2 separate regions of the Mus musculus genome follow, and region 2 is linked to region 1. The links are chromatin contacts, called in public Micro-C maps. All regions are on one chromosome and are shown on one strand. The core of a region is the stretch at or near the end of the contact, and the rest is flanking DNA. Distances in the headings are between cores, read along the strand shown. Region 1 holds the start of Arrb1 (arrestin, beta 1). Region 2 overlaps Arrb1 (arrestin, beta 1).

Region 1 (3,294 bases), core at 752-3,251:
ACATGGTGGCTCACAGCTATTTCTAGAGAGTGCAGAAGCCCTCTTCGTGCATGCAGGTGTATATGCAGATAGATCACCCATATACATAAAATAAATAAATCTTTAAAAAAAAAAGAGTCTGTGGATTTGGGTGAGCCATTTAATTTCTCTAAGCACCAGTTTGTTCATTCATTTTAGAAAAGGCAACCAAGCATTTAGCTCATAGAGTTGCAAGTGCCAAGTAGCACCAGGCACACCTCCCACCCCTCATGGGTTTACAGGCTAGAAAGGATGCTCTTGACACCTTGAGCCACGTGTTGACACCCGCCAGCTACCAGTCTGTTCAGTGTCCCTCAGTGTTAGAGCCATGCTTTCCAAAGCTGGTCTAGAAAGAACTACGTGGGGGTGGGGGCGACCTGGAGCCATCTGGGGCATCTTTCTGGACTGTTGGTTTGCTGAGAAGTGATCGACAACATTGTTTGTTTTAGTGACATGACCGCAGATACTTACTAAGTAGGATGGCGAATGTGCTTTGAGCATCGGCACTGGGCACTGTCCTGAGTTCATCGGGCTTGGACGAAGCCCCCGTGGAGAGTACAAGACCAGGCCTCTTGATTTTGAGCTCACAAAGTTTGCTTCCTGCTATCAATAGAGAACCCTACTCTGCTCCTTTCAAGAGCCCCCCACAACGGCCTGCAGAAGGGTCAGGTGGCTTCCTGCTCTGCCCTGGTTGGAGGAAGGGAAGATCCCAGAGGCTAAGAAAGGGCAGGTGAAGTTACAGACCTTAATCCACTTCCTCTTAGCTCTTACCATTGCCCAGATGTGGACCACCCTGCCTGTCCATTAGCCTCTACCCACCCCTCCCCAATCTGGACATAATTATAGTCATTATCCTGGGATATTATTACCAATTCTATAAACAGCACACTCTATGTAAACAGCATAGGTAACTGCTTCTGAACATAATTACAGGAGATGTTTCCAGACCCCGCAATTGCATCAGAGTAAATGATAGCTTCCTTTCCTATCGTTAATACTCCGATATTAGGGACCTATCAGTGCCAATTAGTCAAACTCCAGCAGTGAGGGGCTGAGGACCTTACATTCCTCCCACTGCCTCAAGATCCCTTCTAGGAGAAAATGGATTCAAACCCTTTCCTACCCCTTCTTAGCCTCTGAACTCTACCCTCCCACTGCACACCGGCTACTTCTCCAGGGGTAGGAAACGTAAGGAAAGTCAAGGTTTCCAAGGATACCAAGAAAGCTGCAGACAGTAGACTCTGCTGGACACCGCTGTGTGCAGGTGTCTGCCCGCAAGAACAAGCAGATTCCTTCAACAATTGAACAGGACATCTGCTGGTCTTAGGACCCAGCCAATAGACCTGAAATGGGCTGAGTGGTGTCCAGAGTCATTACAGGCACCTAAGCTAGGCCTGGGTGCTATATCAATGATGCTAGATGCTACAGGCCACCAGCTAGTTGGCTCTCGGTCCCTTCTTTATCTCCTGTTCTCACTGCTTCCTCTTTCTGCCTGCCCCTCCCCTTTCCACTCTCATCTGCTCTCCAGCATTGCAGTCCGCTGCCCGCCCCCACCCCTTCTTCCTGTCCCTGTTGTGTCGTTGGGTGGTATCTCTCCAGAAGGGCGGGGGTGGGGAGGGTGGAGCAAAGGGCGAAGGCCTGGCTAGGCTTTTGGAATCTTTCGCTGTCCTCACACAGGGGCGCCTCTGAGGCTGGGCCTTGAAGTCTGCGGATTTTCCGCTTGCTTCTATCCGCAGACACAAAGGCCAGTCCTGGCGTGCGCGGGAGAGAGCGCTCGCACCCACGACTGTGAGCACACATACACAACTGCACAAAGACGTGCTACCTCTACACACACACACACACACACACACACACACACACACTCTCTCTCTCTCTCTCTCTCTCTCTCTCTCTCTCTCCACACCCCACCTCCCGACAGGCTCGCGCGCACAGCCGTGCACACGCACCAGCACTGGCACGCGCTTGCGTGCACGCGCTCCCGTGGACCAGCCGCGGCCGGCCACGCAGCCCTCACTCTCTGGGCGCGCACACGCAGAGCCGCGCACGGAGGCATACACGCGCGCTCACACCCGCACGCTCCACGCCCCTGGCGGCGGCCTGGGCGCTGTGCTGCTCGAGCGACGGGCGGGGACCCGGGCGGGGGCGGCGGCGGCGACAGCGGAGGAGGCGGAGCGGGGTAGCCGGGAGCGGGCTGGCCCGCGCTTCTCCTGGCGGCCGGGGATTTTCCAGCCTGGACGCTGACGCCGCGGACCTCCCTGCGGCCGCCGCGGACCATGGGCGACAAAGGGACACGGTGAGTGCGGGTGGCCGCCCTGTCCCACGCGCGCGTGGGGACGACCTGGGCGAGGGCACGGGCGGAGGTTCCAGTCAGCGTCACCCGGGATCTGGCACTCTGTTGTCCTCCCAAGTCTCTTGTGTGGTTCTCTGGCCAGAACCATGTGTACCGAGGCACCCAGGGTGGGCCACCCCATTGGGTTCACGGCTCCTGGCCGAGACGAGCTCACACACCCAGCCCTGGTCGATAGACTTCAGGACGCTCTGGGGCAGGCTGACACACAACACACAAGCTCATAAACACATGAGCACCCTTCTGCAGGCACACACTGACAGTCGTTGCCACACTTCGCATTTGTGACACGACGACGTCACATACGGTCTCTCACGCACACACCAGTCTGTCAACACATTCTTGCTGTCAGTCCTGTTAGCATACACAGGTCCCACTCGAACACGCACCAGCTCTAACAACACCCTCGTGTTGCTACACACATGCGGGCATACACCGACATACGTAGCCTGGCACTTGGGTGCTGCAAAGCACGGTCTAAGCTAGTACGTGCAGTCTGTCAACCCTCTCTGACGTGACACGATGTGGCCACAGGTCTTAGTGACACATCAAGGCTAACCACACACATGCAAGGCATAAAATGCCTGCAGGGACTGACATCCTCAGAGCAGTGGATACACTCACTTCTGACTCCTCATAGCAGGGCCGGGAACACAGGTCACAGAGTGGAAGGCTCTGAGACCTGGAAGGCAGGTCCCCATTCACATGGCTTTCTTCCCCTCTGTCCTCCAAAGCACATAGCTAGGGGCTCCATGTAGCTGAGGGAGGGTGACGGGAACTGTTTTGTAGAGCTTGCCTTGAGAGGAAAGGTTAGGCCCTCGAAATGGAAACTAGGTCAAAGTAGGAGGGCTAGGGAGGGGCAGGGAAGCTCGTGGGGTCAACCCTTATGACCAGACTGGTTCACCTTCCTGGCCCTTGAGAGTCTC
Region 2 (2,924 bases), core at 151-2,650, 59 kb after region 1:
CTCAACCTGCAGAGAGATGTCCTGGGGTAGGACTCATGTGGCATGTGCCTTTATGTGCTGAGTAGCCTCACTGGCTTCTGTTTCGGTCTTTGAGTCCAGGTCTCACTTTGAGACCAGGCTGGCCTGAAACTCAGAGCCTGAGCTTACTTGGAATCAGGGCAATCCTTCTACTTTAGCCTTCCAAGCGCTGACGTTATAGGTGTGAGCAACTGCACCTGCCACTTTGACATGGTTTCTAATATTCTAGAGATGGAGCTGTTATTACTAAACCAAATATTCTTGCATTATTGGATATTCTCAAATTCACTGTTGATTAAGAATAAAACCTACAGCCATGAGACATAGACTTCTGGTGAGTGTTGGGGGGTACGTTGAATGACCCAGAGCCAGGAGAGCATTTAACCCCAAGTGGAACATAGTCATAGCCATAGTCTGTCACATATTTGCATCTGCAGTCTGGAGAAAGGGTAGCTGCCTGGGCTTCCAGTAAGCATTCCTGTGGGGTTGGGCTTGGGGTTGAGATGTGGCCGGCTCTGCTCCCTTCAAGAGGCAAATTTAGGTCTTATTCCAGGACTGTCCCAGTGTCAGGTGCACGCATCTGCCTCATCTTTGAGAAGGGAGATGGGGGATAAAATAGCACCAGCCAAAGGGAACAACAGAGGTTCCTGTGCATGACTGATAGATACACATTGCAGCAAGTAAAGTTTCAATGGTAGAACCTAGGTGGGGGCTTCCAGGCATTTACTCATGGTTTGTATGCCCACTTTTGAACATAAACGTGGGCTGGAGAGATGGCTGAGCAGTTAGGAGCACGTGCTGTTCTTCCTCCAAAGGACCAGGGTTCATTTTCCAGTACCCACACCAGGCTGCTCACAGCAGCTTGTAAGTCTAGTTCTAGGGGATATGATGCGCTCTTCTGGCCAATGAGGGCACTTGCATGTGAGTGGTGCACAGACAGTCATGGAGGCACACACACACACACACACACACACACACAAATTAAAAACTTAATCATTAAATAAAAACTAAAAATAAATGTGTGGGCTAGAGAGATGGCTCAGTGGTTAAGAACACCGACTGCTCTTCCAGAGGTCCTGATTTCAGTTCCCAGCAACCACATGGTGACTCATGACCATGGAATGGGATCCAATGCCCTTTTCTTGTATGTCTGAAGATAGGGACAGTGTACTCATATACATAAAATAAATAATCTTTTTTAAAAGTGTGCTATTTAAGTGTGCATGGTGACCATGCCTAGTTTAGGATTAGTCCTGCTTGTGTGTGGTGGGCCTCTCCTCTTTCCCATGGCAGTGGGCTTGCTGCTTGAGCTGGGCTCAGCCCAAGTGGTTGCCTGCATCTGGGAGATAAGGGTTGCTGGCAGAGGGCGTTGTGGAACAGGGCCAGTCCAGGCGTCTTGGCTGGGTTAGGGCTGGCTGTGATAAGAGTCATCTTCATGCTGCCTCTCTACTTCCCAGTGACAATGTGGCACCCAGCTCAACATTCTGCAAGGTCTATACGCTGACTCCCTTCCTGGCCAACAACCGAGAGAAGCGGGGACTCGCCCTCGACGGGAAGCTCAAGCATGAGGACACGAATCTGGCTTCCAGCACGCTGTGAGTGAGAGCCCGCCCCTAAGACCCAGATGCTATGAGTGAGAGCCCGCCCCTAAGACCCAGATGCTGTGAGTCCCAGGCCCCCCGGTGCCCTCTCCACGACGGGGCCCCACCCTCTTGGCCCACCACCATGAGGATGAGGTTTAGGCTCTTGCCCAAGTCTTGACTAGGGCCAGTCCCCTGGAGTGTGGCTACCCAGGGAGGATCTCTTTCTACTCCTACCCACCCAGCCAAAGACTACCGGGTCCCATCATTTGCCTCTGGGGGACACAACCAGAAAAGCTTTCTTTAAGAATTGGCAGCTCTTAGCCCAAAGTCCTGAATACAGACTGGGGTGTGTCCCTGATGCTGTCAGGGTTGGAGGGGAGAGAATCGCTTCTAGAAGAGTACTGGAAGGAGATAAATGGGGGCTTGGAGAGGCTGGGGAAAAGAGGGGAACTGGGTATAGATATGGGGGTCCTTCCACATGAGGCACCATTAGGCCATTTGGTCCATGGGCATCACTGAGCCTTCAGGGTTGTCCCACCCTAGAAGAGTTCAGACAGTTGTGGGGGGACTTTCATTCCCTCTGATGATATCTGGCTCTCTGCAAGGGATTTGGTCTTTGTCTGTTGATTCCGAGACCACGCTCCCCACTCTCAGACTTGGCTCAGGCTAGACAATCACATTATCACCCCTCATAGGCCTCCCATTTACCAACAAGCTCTTTGTCCTCCTTTTACTCTGACTTGTACCTGATCTGCCCTCAACACCCCACCACCAGGTATCTACTTAGCATATCCTTCCCATGTTACCCTGACTCCCAGCTACCCTTGGCTTCTCAGCTCTCAGTGTGGCTCTTTCTGCTTGTGGGTTACCGAGCATAAGCAGTGTGAGAGAAGTAAGTGGTGGGAGGGCGGTTAGGGCCTGTTCTCACGGCACTGTGTGGCACTGGTGAGGCAGGGAGGAGAGTCCACTAGGGCTACAGAACAAGGACATCTTATCGCTAGATGTGGAACCCAAGGAACTAGGGTCATAGCTCAGTGGTAGAGCGCTTGCCCATCAGGCATGAGACTGTGGATTTAATCTCCAGTACCACAAAGAGGGACATAAACAGAATCCAGGCCTACAAGTGCCAGTGCACTGGGCTCAGCTCCCTTTCCTAACTGTTGGACCTGGAGGCTCAGGAGATGGATGGACAGTGGTGCCTCCCAACATATGCCAATGCCTACCACATTCCGCCCACCAAGGAGCCCCAAGGTCCAGCTTCCCCGTCTTCCTGCAGGTTGCGGGAAGGTGCCAACCGTGAAATCCTGGGCATCATCGTTTCCT

What was found. A called contact is a pair of places that touch in the nucleus more often than the background predicts.
Region 2: a contact with region 1 is called in a Micro-C map of the G1E-ER4 cell line. The contact joins the enhancer-like site here to the promoter of Arrb1 in region 1. A contact is called at or near these places in 17 of 39 promoter capture datasets (the 3T3-L1 cell line, 3T3-L1-derived adipocytes, the HPC-7 cell line and 10 more), 8 of 484 Hi-C or Micro-C datasets (CD8 T cells, the G1E-ER4 cell line, the HL-1 cell line and 4 more), 7 of 115 datasets of contacts at active chromatin or transcription factors (bone marrow-derived macrophages, cardiomyocytes, embryonic forebrain and 4 more) and 3 of 9 other capture datasets (adipose tissue, liver and pancreatic islet).

The regions. Positions count from the first base shown.
Region 1 is chr7:99,533,485-99,536,778 of GRCm38.p6, forward strand. It overlaps Arrb1 (arrestin, beta 1), which reads left to right and starts at 2,002. Exons shown (of 16, transcript NM_177231.2): 1 at 2,002-2,314. The coding sequence starts at 2,295.
Region 2 is chr7:99,593,146-99,596,069 of GRCm38.p6, forward strand. It overlaps Arrb1 (arrestin, beta 1), which reads left to right. Exons shown (of 16, transcript NM_177231.2): 11 at 1,476-1,613; 12 at 2,878-2,924. Among named protein-coding and RNA genes, the nearest start is that of Tpbgl, 32 kb to the right of the region's middle. Within about 2 kb of position 1,401, at least 30 of the 459 cell types and tissues checked have an H3K27ac peak or open chromatin away from gene starts, as enhancers often do. A contact at or near this core is called in the G1E-ER4 cell line, the HL-1 cell line and fetal liver, where this site is marked.